4 separate regions of the Mus musculus genome follow, and regions 1, 3 and 4 are each linked to region 2. Evidence: chromatin contacts called from public Hi-C data. All regions are on one chromosome and are shown on one strand. Each heading gives the region's core, a stretch centred on a gene start, on an enhancer-like site or on the middle of the called end of the contact. The rest is flanking DNA. Distances are from core to core; before and after follow the strand shown. Region 1 has its middle 56 kb from the start of Gm34819. Region 2 has its middle 14 kb from the start of Gm34757. Region 3 has its middle 6.9 kb from the start of Dok2. Region 4 overlaps Gm34500 (a long non-coding RNA gene).

Region 1 (2,700 bases), core at 151-2,650, 380 kb before region 2:
ACATAGGCACAGGAAGCCACTCCCTTGTACTTTTCATGCCCAGATCTAGAACCGATTGCTCACTTGTCTCCTAGCACAAAGTACAGCACCAACAGTGAAAGTCCCTGCCTTGCAGACACAAACTTCCAAGGAGCTCTGAAGGCTTAAGAGTATTTCCTCCTACTGTTATGCACAAAGGTCTCCAGCTCCTGGGGTTTTAGGAAAGGTTTCTGGTCTGCCTCAAGAGGGTAGGAAACTCAACTGCAGCTTAATTAATTTAGCCCTCTTATCCCAGGAGACAAAACATCACTAATAGCATTAAAGTGTCTCAGCTCCTTACCCACAGTCTTGTGTGGGGCCACCACCACAATCAGTAGTGGCTTTGACATTTCCTTCATTTAGTCATGCATCACCCTATCAGGTATGTCTCAAATTTCTTCGAGCTGTCCAGATCTGTGCAGTAAGTTCTATAGGGGATGTGTGTATATAATATAGGACACAGTTCTGCTTTTGAGATTTTACAGGAGCAAAAGGCTCATTGAAAAATTTAGTCTAATGGGATAGTAAATGGCAGCTTCTAGGGGTGAAATGCAATAATCCTAATGGTGGCAATAGCAAATGTTGAAGGGTCCCCAAAATATGCTAGAACATTCATTACAAATATTCACTGGACTCAGTGTATATTCATGCCCATAGCTAATATTTACTCTGGTGATATAGGACACACAAATGGATCATAGGGGAAAGACACAGGCAGTGTCTGAAGAAATTGATAGGCTGGATTTCACAAGTTCTCCCTCCTTTAGCAACATGTGTGTGTGTGATGTGTGTGTCTGGCTTAACAGTTAGAAACAGCATGGCAAGGTTTCCATTGGGGAAGGTCAGATAGGCACTTTCTAGTTAGCATATGTCACAACTCTGGACTATCAGAAGAGATTTAGGTTCTAGCATAAAGTCTGTCTGGTCACAGTGAGCCACTCTTATCACTGAGAGGATATATTATATGGGTGAGCCAATGTGACTATCTACTATTCAGTTTCCCAGGTATAATCATACAGGGGCATACTTGCACTCAGATCTCTGTAAGACTTGTGGTGTCAAACCCACTACTGATCTCTTTCCATGGCAGTAGTGAAAGGTAAACAGATTTGGAAAGAGAGGCACGAGCAAGAGCTAGGATGCTTAATAAACCAGAGGCTCTTGAGCTGAGTCATGGAGTACGATGGCATCAGGCCAGGCAGAAGGGACAGAGAACAGAGCATAGGATAATGATGCTTCATTCTCAGTGAGAGAACAAAGAGCAGCGATGGGAGAGTAGTAAGCAGGGAAAAATGGCCTCCTCAGACTAGCCAATAAAAATTCATGAGGATCTGTTGCAAGATAGAAACTATCAGGCATTGAGAATTTAAAGCCAAACATTAGTCATTAAGATTTCTTAGACAAGTAGGGAAAGAGGCAAGTGGCCAAATGATAGCAGGCCAGTTGGGGTGGGGGAGTTCTTAAGCATTCATACCCAGCCATGACTTCAAAATTTTCTAGATGAGGAGGTGGGAAAGGCTGTGCAGAATCCTACTTCTACATATGCAAAATCTTAGCAGAGCAGGGTATAGATATTCCAAGGTTTTATGCCATGTCATTTTCCTGAGCAGCCTAGGGACCCATGTGTTTAGAAGGATCTATCTTGGTTTTGTTGGTGGGTTGGTTGGTCGTCTTGTGTTTGTTTGCTTATTTGCCATCAGCAGGGCCAGCTTACATCTAATCACATAACTGTTAATGTTAGTAAATACTCACCAAGTACATATTTTATAGAAAGGACACTCAGGTTCACAGTTTTGGCACCTGTCATGGTTATTCCTAATTTGTTTTGTACACAGATAGTCAGGTAGTACAGACTGGCCTTAAATTCAATAGATAACAGAGATGACCTTGAACTCCTTATCCCCCTGCCTCCACCTCTCAAGTGCTAGAATTATGGGCCCAGGTATGTGATATTGTGTCTTACTGGTTATGATTAGTGATTCTTCTTTTCTCCAAGTTATATGTAATGGATCTGCAAGTCCTGCTGCCATTGCTTCTAAGCATACTCCCAGGATACTACCTCTTACCATTGCTATTGCTGGCTTTGAAATACAAATCTCCCTTCTAATTGACCTCTTTGCAACAGCAAAAATGTTTCCTTTAAAATATAAGTCATTGCCAATGAGATAAATCTGTAGGTAAGTGTACTGGTCAGGCACCAAGGCAAGCTAGACTACTTGAGTTTATTGTCTGATTCTTGAGAATGAAGAGGCTCCCACCAGTTGTCCTCTGGCCTCTGCATGTGATTCATAGCACAAGTGAGCAAACATACATACACATACACACACATGCACACACATGCACCACACACACACACACACACACACACACACACACACACACTATAAATACTATTTAAATGTCATGTTACTGCCTTGCATAAAAACTTACAGATGTTTACCAATACCCTTAGTACAGCTTTCACCCATGCCTCATGTCCTGGTAGTGTGGTCCATGTCTGCATCTCTCGCATCTAGATGTCATTCTACCTGTCATTCACCTGAACTTCTTTCCAGCCCAGAACATGGAAAGACATCCCTGTCTCAGGGCCTTTATGCTTTCTGTTGTCTGTGTCTGACTCTCTCTTTAACAGGCTACCAGGACATTGGCTCCTTTTGCCTATGCAGGTCTCTGCTAAGAAGC
Region 2 (2,700 bases), core at 177-2,676:
TACCATTGAGTTTTTATTACTCTTTCTCTGTAGTACTGCTTCTACTAAAATCAGGGACAAGACAACACTGTTCACTCTTTTCATACCTCTTCAAGATAGTACCTGAAGATCTAGCTAGAACAAGACAACTAAAGGAGAGCAAGGAAATACAAATTGGAAAGGGAAAGTCAAAGAATTGCTATTCACAGATGATATCACAGAATTCACAAGTGACCTCAAAATCTCTACCAAAGAACTCCTATGGGTGATAACCACCTCTAGCAAAGTAGCTGAATAGGAAATTAACTAAAATAATCAGTAGTCCTACTTTATACAAATGATAAACTGTCTGAGAATGAAAGCAGGGAAACAACACCCTTCACAATAGCCACAAGTAAAATAAAATATCTTGGTGTAACTAAGCAAGTGAAAAGCCTGTGTGACAAGAACTTCAAGTCTCTGAAGAAAGAAATTGAAGAAGATCTTAGAAGATGGAAAGATCCCCCATGCTCATGGATTGGTAGGATTAACAGTGAAATGGCCATCTTACTAAAAGCAATCTACAGATTCAATGCAACTCTCATAAAAATTCCAATATGATTCTTTACAGGCCTTGAAAGGACAATTCTCAACTTCATATGGAAATATAAAACAACAACAACAACAAAACAGACTATCTAAAACAATCCTGCACAATGAAAGAAGGTCTGGAGGGGTGACAAGAACTTCAAGTCTCTGAAGAAAGAAATTGAAGAAGATCTTAGAAGATGGAAAGATCCCCCATGCTCATGGATTGGTAGGATTAACATAGTGAAGTGTTTAAAGTTCTTTAAACTGTGTGCCTCAGGTATTTGTCACAGCAACAAAAGGACCAAGTAACATAAACCCCACGGAAGAAATTTCTCCATGAGCAAGGCCAGTGGTAGTGAAAATAGTTGAGAATGTTATTTCCTGATGTGTAAATAAAATTGGCATTTCCAGGGCCACAAATATTTACTAAGCATCTACTGTGTAACAGGAAATAAAAATGTCAACAGCTGGCACTCTCCATCATCCAAGCTTACAGAAGGCAGAACAGACGCAGAAGGTTGTACTGTGGACAGCGTGGATAAATAAGTGGCAAACCAGAGGCCACAGTAGTCCTAAAGCCACATGCCTGACTCCCCCTCCATCAGCCATCATCACTGTTGGTCTCTATATTCAGCCCAAGTAGGAATTGAATAAAAGAGCCTTGTCCTTTTGAAAGCTTCCTTATCTAACCCGCAGATCCAACCACTGGAGATTGTCAAGGAGAAATCATATTAAAGCCAATTACAGTTCACAGCACTGTTACAACGGTGGAGTGGATGAATATGGAGAACAACTGCTGCCAAGTGGCAAGAAGGAAACCAGGCAAGCCACTCCTCTGAGCTCACCAGACCCATAGGAAGGACCCAGAATAGCCTCACTGATGAGTTAATCTCATTGTCCAGAGACAAAAGACCTGTGGCTGAGTCTAAACCCACATCTGTGACTTAAGAATGTGGGCTCCAAGAATGAGGACCTAGAAACGACCTTTCCCTGCAATCTCCGAGAAACCATGAGTCTGCCATGCTGCCATGCAAGGCAGTCCTCTGACTATCCTGTGAGCACCGGTTTCCTGCCCAGCCTCTGCACTTGAGTTCCAGTCTCCTTGGAACCACTGTGACCAACGGTGTTTGCCTTACCAAAGAGTAAGAAGAGGACAGTTTTGTTAGTAAGTTAGAAAGTGAGAAATGGGTTCAAAAGTCTTCTCTTGGATATAATGACGATGATGTTTGAAGATTCATCTCAAGAACCACACCCAGAATATTTTGAGACTCTGATGGAAGGAGAAATTGTCAGCTGCCTGAGTTATCTCCTGATAGTATTCTTCCACACATATAAACATCCCTGGCACAAGCTGGCTCTGGAATCACCTAGAGGCCAGACAGTATAACATTGTCAACCTGCCACCTGAGCCTTCACCATGCTGTGGCTCCTCCTGGCTATATTCTGGAGCTTCTCCATTCCTTACCTACTACCTAGAACATAGCAGGTTCTGAATAAACATTTCCAAAGGCCGTGGAGTAGAAAAATATGTGTTATGAACCTTTTCGATACCAGAAATATCTCTCCTGGATCCTGAACTCTCCCCAGACTAGGCTCTACCTGGACCTAGTAAGCCTACACCAGTAAGCCAAAGATCCCGAGGTTCCAAGCTTGTCATACACATATGTACTTGTAAGAATTCTATAACCTGGGTAATTTCTGACTACGTTATCTATTGCCTTTGCTGTTCTGACTCCTCCCTTTACCACGTCTCTATACTTATTGCCTATGGATAAACACTTTTGGGGGGTGGGGATGTCTTGTCAGTATGTGTGTTTACTTTTAAGACTATAATCTTCGAGATTGAAAAGAAAGAATAGCTTGTCTGAAAAGAGGATGTCACCAGAACTTTATATTAGGACAGCAACATGACAGCCAGATATTAGAGAAGACCAGAAGGCTTTACAAGGCTCTGTAGGGACAGAGATGTTCTTGGGACTTACAAAATCAGTTTCCTCTTCCTTTGCATTATCTGTAATATGTGCCTGTGACTAAGTTCTGGGATAAATGACACTAGGTTACTACCAAGGGCTGTCACTCATATTCAATTCCTAAGGCAACACTTTCATAGTGGCTGGGCCTCAAAAGAACACAGGGACTTCAAAGAGGACC
Region 3 (2,906 bases), core at 238-2,737, 400 kb after region 2:
TATATTTACACACAGACATATATACAAACATACCATGTACCTTAGGTACGCAGTTATATATCACATAGGTATAAAAATTCAGTGGTGCAAGATAACCTACAGAATCAACTAGCCTGGGCCCCTAAGGGCCCACAGAGACTGAACCACTCTCCAGGGAGCCTGCATGGGACTGACCTAGGCCCTCTGCACATATGTTACACTAGTGCAGCTTGGTCTTCAAGTGGGACCCCTAACAGCCGGAGCAAGGGCTGTTTCTGACTCTGTGGCCTGCCTTTGGGACCCTTCCCTCCTACGGGGCTACCTTGTCTAGCCTCAATAGAGGAGGATGTGCCCAGTCTTACTGCAACTTGATATGCCAGGGTTGGTTGATGGGAGCCCCCCCCCCCCTTCTGAAAAGACAGAAGACAAGTAAATGGAGATTGGCAGGAAGGACTGGGAGGAGGGGAAGGAAGGGAAACTGTGGTCAGGATGTAAAGTGAAGAAATAATTAATAAGCCGGGCGTGGTGGCACACCTTTAATCTCAGCACTCGGGAGGCAGAGGCAGGTGGATTTCTGAGTTTGAGGCCAGTCTGGTCTACAGAGTGAGTTCCAGGACAGCCAGGGCTACACAGAGAAACCCTGTCTTGTAAAACCAAAAGAAGAGGAAGAGGAAGGAGGAGGAGGGAGGAGGGAGGAGGAGGGAGGAGGGAGGAAGGAGGAAGAAGAAGAAGAAGAAGAAGAAGAAGAAGAAGAAGAAGAAGAAGAAGAAGAAGAAGAAGAAGAAGAAGAGAAAAAGAAAAGAAATAATTAATAAAAGAATATTCAGTGGTGACAATGTGTAGTGACAAATTTCTCAGAACATGTCCATTCATTAGACAACCTATGACCTCAATTAAAAGATTAAGCCAGTCTATAATAGTCCTAGATACACCTAAGTTTCTCATAGTATCAACAGGTACTAAGCAGCTTGCCTAGAGCCAGAGACCCATTCTGGGTGGCAAGGTCTTTGTAAATCCTTTGCTCGGGCCCACAATGGCAGGTCTGTTTCCTTCCTTGCCTGTGCACTTTCCCCTGGCCGCCTGGGTGGCTCAGCGGCTCTTGAAGGAGGCCTTGCCTCAGTGTGTCTGTCTGTGGTGCTCTCAAGCGCTTCTCTCCCTGACCCATCAGTGACCGCCTCTGCTGCTCCCCACTGCTTGCTCCTTTGAGTTGGGGCTAGGGGCTGGGGAACCTTCCGGAATCCCAGCTTCTGAGAGAGAGGGACATACAAGTGGCAGTTGCTCTGTAGTATTACTGGATGAATGATGCACACACATCGCGGTGACACAGACACAGCTAAAGCTAGCTAAGAGGCATTCAGAGCTCCCTGCAGAATGGGGCACACCCACTGGCTCATTTCCTCCGAGGACACTAAAAACCTAGTCAGCATTTCCCCAACAGCCTTCTAAGGACTTTCATTGCCACTCCCAGCTTCCCCAAATGCTCTACTTCCGCAGCTACCAACCCCTCACCCCACTTTTCCCCAATCAAGCTGTCCACCACGTCCCCTGGTGAGATCACGTGATCTCAGAGTAGAGCAACCAGAAAGTTCTGTCTCTTGAAGGTGAAGGGCGCAAAGAGATAGGGATCGGCTCAGGATCCCATATTTTGAAAGCGTGTTCACATTTCCGGAGGGGAATCCCAAGGTTCGGAAGACTCCCGAAGCTGCCCCTCACCACCAGATCCTTCAGGTAGAGAAATTCGTCCCTCAGGACCAGGCACCCACCGCGCCTCGCAAGCTTAGTCCCTAGTTGCAGTTTCCACAGGCTGGCACTGCCCCCTGCTGGGCACATTCGGGATGAGTGCGTCAAGTGCCAAGTGAGGAATCAATAATGTGGCCTTCTTTGCTTTGAGACACAAAGCGTCTACCTGACTCCTGCCCCAATGCTCTTCCCCCATGTCCTGAGGAGCCTGGGCTCCTTGGAGAATTGGACCCGCAGATTGAATGCAAACCTTGGCACAGACAAAAGTGGCAGAGAACCTCTTACCTGCTCCAGCTTACGTACTCCGTTAATAACTGTCAAAAGCTACCATAAGACAAAACCTAGGAGGCCACACACCCGGGGTCTTGAAGGCATGGATCTGTGTGTCTGTTGCTCATTACTCTCCTGGATGCTAGAACCTTGTCTTGCACTAGAACCTCACTGTGACTGGACAGAATGCAGCCGCCGTCTTTCTGTTTGGTTGGTTGGTTGCTTGCTTGCTTTTTTGCTTCTTTGGTTTTTTAGTTTTTCGAGACAGGGTTTATGTATGCAGCCTTGACTGCCCTGGAACTCTGCTCTGTAGAACAGGCTGGTCTTGAACTGAGAGATATGCCTGTCTCCGGAGTACTGGGATTAAAGACTCACCCCCTGGCTACTGTAGCCATCGTAATTAACCTCAGCATGTGAGGATCCAAGCTCACTACCTGAAACTTAAGTGTCGCCTTGGAAACCTCTCTTCTTCGTCACCCAAGCTGCACAGGAGCTAACTCTGTAGCAGCTTTTGAATCCCAGGAACCCTTTCAGTGGCATCTCTACGCTATACCTCTCACCCCCAAGTCCAGCTTCCCAGAGCTGCTGTCCCTAAAGATTTATTCCTGTGGCATTCCTTACCCAAGAGCCTCAAACCTCCCTTCCTTCTCCCACTAACAATGAGCTTCCCACAACATACTCCGAATCTGCTGCTGCCGACACTACCCCTCCACCTACAGCAGGTTTCTGTGTTGCTAAGACCTCCCAATGTTCATGTCGTCCTAAGCCAAAGAGGCATGGGGCACACCTGACCTACCAAGAGATTGGAGGCCATTGCCAATGCCCCGATGCCGGCGCTGAGGAAAAGGAGCCCATCCATAGAGATCAGCTGATCAAAGTTCAGTGTTCAAAATGTGGTTTCTACTGGATGGATGTTT
Region 4 (2,700 bases), core at 18-2,517, 340 kb after region 2:
TGGCAACACCCAATACTCTTTGGCTCATGGTAGTAATCACTCTACTTTTCCACAGCGTTCCTCTGTTACGCATACCTCCCTTCCTCTCCCATACAAGAGCATCAGTCACTGGACTTGAGACCCATGCAGAACCCCAGGTGATGTCATCTTGAGACTAAAGCCACATACACAGCTACCAGACTTCCAATGCAGACATATATTTTGAGGGGCGCAGCTCACCTCACTGAATTGGTCTGCTTACTGGTAATTCCATATGCTTCCCTTGTCCATATTTTGAGGATCAGACTCTATTGTGAGTTATACAAGGCCTCTAACCACCTTTCCCTTGTGCCCCACAGAACACCGAGGACACAGACCTCTAACATATTCTCCATTGCTGCTCACTCCCTGGCCTGGGGTCTTCTCCAACACTTGACTCATAGAGTTCTGATGAAACAGCCCCCAAGAGAGAGGGAGAAGACAGGGCTTAGCTCAAGGCATTGAGCATTAGTTGACACCAGCTACACAAGCTTCTCAATGTCTCCATGCCTCATCTGCCCCACCTAAAACTAGAGAGGGATAATAGTGAGGGCCCAGTGGCATAATGTACACAAAAGAACCAGACCCAATAAGCAATGTTCGCTGGGTATTTGATCTCTGAATCAATGCCTACTTATGGAAAGGGCCATACCTAATCTGTTGGTCTTGTCTCTCCAAACCAAACTTCTTGAGAAAGGAGGAAGAAGAGGTGGGACTTCTCTTAAAATCTTCTGTGGCAGCTGACACAGCTGGAGTCAGCTCAGCTGCAGTGCCCTAGGGTCTGCACACTCAAACCAGAAAAGCAGGACTGGCCTGGGTCCCAGCCCCAGTCCCTCTGGTCATCTCTCTGACCAACACAACCATGGGCCTCGTGCCACAGAGGAGAGTCAGGGCAGACTGGCTCCTGCAGGCTGTGGGCCAGTGAGGAAGGGGCAGTAATGGAATGAGAGCCGCTGAGATCCAATTCCAGGGAGATTAAGATGAGAGGAACAAACCCCAGAGACTGGCAGTTGGGTGTAATTAGAATAAGCAGGGAATCACAACAGCCCTAGAGTCTCTAGGCCAGACTGGCTGGGCCCATTCCTGTTCCAGAAGGGCCCTGTGGTCAGCTGAACAAGAGGAGATCTCTCTCCATTAGGTCCTGGCAGGGCAAGGCAAGTGAGCGGGCTGCACTGCATCATCTGGGTGGAGCGGCTGAGTGGATGTGACATAATCAAATGAGATGTCCACTTCCTCCACCCAGAGCGGGGGAATTAGCAAGCCTGCCCCTCGCCTCGAGAGACTGTGTTCAGTCCCCATCTGCCTGCATTGCTCTACTCTGTGCTTGTCTGCTTAGGTGCACGTGGGGGTGGGGATGCTGAGAAAGAGCTCTGCCGGTAGAACCGAGAGGCAGAGATTTAGACAGGGAGGGAGGGAATAGACTAGGGAAAGTCCTGGAGGAGGCAGATAGAAGTATAGCGATGGGCAGAAGCAGAGTGCCCACAGGAGAGATAGTGAGAAAGAAGCCAGATGGGAGGAGGGAAAATGGGGATGAAGGGTGGGGCGTGGAAAGGATGAGCAGTGAGCAAGAGATAGAGCCAGATAGGCAGGGAGATAAACTGACATCATCCACAGATACAGACACGAGCTGAGATGAGGGGCAAGAGAAGAGATAAAGAGGCTCCTCAGTGCAGATGATGGTCTGATCTGCAGCCCAAGGAATAAGCAGATAGCAAGACAGGAACCTCATGGATCCTCAGATTGAAGCCCTGTCCTAAGGAGGCCTCTCTCCTTCCTCCCCTCTGTCTATGTTTTCTATGTGTCAGGCACTGCTCTAAACACTCCAAAGCCATGTGCACTGGTGCATCCTTACAATCCCAGCACTCAGGAAGTGGAGGCAGGGGGACCATACGTTCCAGATTATTCTTTGCTACATAGGGAAGTTCAAGACCAACAGTCATGAGACCCTGTCTTGATCTCCCTCCACCCCTGTCCTGGTTGAGGATCTTATACCTCTGTAAAACCATCCATCGGTGGGTGCAGTCAGGGCAAGAATGGAAGCAGGTCAGGAACCCAGAGGCAGGAACTGGAACAGAGGCCATGAAGGAGTGCTGCTTACTGACTTGCTCAGTTTGCTTCCTTACACACCACAGGCCTATCCCCCAAGAGGTGGCACCACCCACAGTGGGCTGGGCCCTCCCACATCAATCATTTATAAATAAAATGCCCCACAGGTTTGCCTACAGGCAAATCTGCTGGGAGCATTTTCTCAACTGAGGCTCTCAGGTGGCTCTAGTTTTGATAAGTTGTCAAAAACCTAAACAACACACACACACACCATAAACACACCACAGGATATCCCTGGATCCTTATCATGCTTCTATGATTGAGAAACAGGCTAAAAAGGATAAGTCACTTACCTAATCAAGGCAACCCTTCTCGAAAGCAAGGAGTCAGCAAGAGACCTCACACTCTCCCTGCAGAGCAGAGCCTTTCTGGAATCATCCTGACCCAGTTGGAACCAGCTCTCTGGGGTTGGGAGCAAGGATGAGAGCCATACTCCTTCTGTATCTTACCTGGACTCTGTCCTAAAGCCCAGGGTCTCCCTGAAATTCTCCCTTGTGACTGCAGAGGCCAATCCAAGTCCTCAACCAGCCACTGATTTCTGAAGTTCTAGGACAGAGGGTCAGTGTCTGCCCAGAT

The links. A called contact is a pair of places that touch in the nucleus more often than the background predicts.
Region 1: a contact with region 2 is called in a Hi-C map of the N1E-115 cell line, with 5 times the contacts expected there. The contact joins two enhancer-like sites.
Region 3: a contact with region 2 is called in a Hi-C map of the N1E-115 cell line, with 25 times the contacts expected there. The contact joins two enhancer-like sites. A contact is called at or near these places in 1 of 15 datasets of contacts at CTCF or cohesin (large pre-B cells), 2 of 484 Hi-C or Micro-C datasets (LSK cells and the N1E-115 cell line), 1 of 115 datasets of contacts at active chromatin or transcription factors (bone marrow-derived macrophages) and 2 of 9 other capture datasets (liver and macrophages).
Region 4: a contact with region 2 is called in a Hi-C map of the N1E-115 cell line, with 2.0 times the contacts expected there. The contact joins two enhancer-like sites. A contact is called at or near these places in 1 of 15 datasets of contacts at CTCF or cohesin (large pre-B cells) and 1 of 484 Hi-C or Micro-C datasets (the N1E-115 cell line).

What each region holds. Positions count from the first base shown.
Region 1 is chr14:71,563,516-71,566,215 of GRCm38.p6, reverse strand. No RefSeq gene overlaps it. Among named protein-coding and RNA genes, the nearest start is that of Gm34819, 56 kb to the left of the region's middle. Within about 2 kb of position 1,400, at least 1 of the 459 cell types and tissues checked has an H3K27ac peak or open chromatin away from gene starts, as enhancers often do. A contact at or near this core is called in the N1E-115 cell line, where this site is marked.
Region 2 is chr14:71,179,562-71,182,261 of GRCm38.p6, reverse strand. No RefSeq gene overlaps it. Among named protein-coding and RNA genes, the nearest start is that of Gm34757, 14 kb to the right of the region's middle. Within about 2 kb of position 1,426, at least 3 of the 459 cell types and tissues checked have an H3K27ac peak or open chromatin away from gene starts, as enhancers often do. A contact at or near this core is called in the N1E-115 cell line, where this site is marked.
Region 3 is chr14:70,779,837-70,782,742 of GRCm38.p6, reverse strand. No RefSeq gene overlaps it. Among named protein-coding and RNA genes, the nearest start is that of Dok2, 6.9 kb to the right of the region's middle. Within about 2 kb of position 1,487, at least 125 of the 459 cell types and tissues checked have an H3K27ac peak or open chromatin away from gene starts, as enhancers often do. A contact at or near this core is called in the N1E-115 cell line, where this site is marked.
Region 4 is chr14:70,842,483-70,845,182 of GRCm38.p6, reverse strand. All of the region lies in intron 1 of Gm34500 (a long non-coding RNA gene), which reads left to right. Among named protein-coding and RNA genes, the nearest start is that of Gm34500, 6.6 kb to the left of the region's middle. Within about 2 kb of position 1,267, at least 3 of the 459 cell types and tissues checked have an H3K27ac peak or open chromatin away from gene starts, as enhancers often do. A contact at or near this core is called in the N1E-115 cell line, where this site is marked.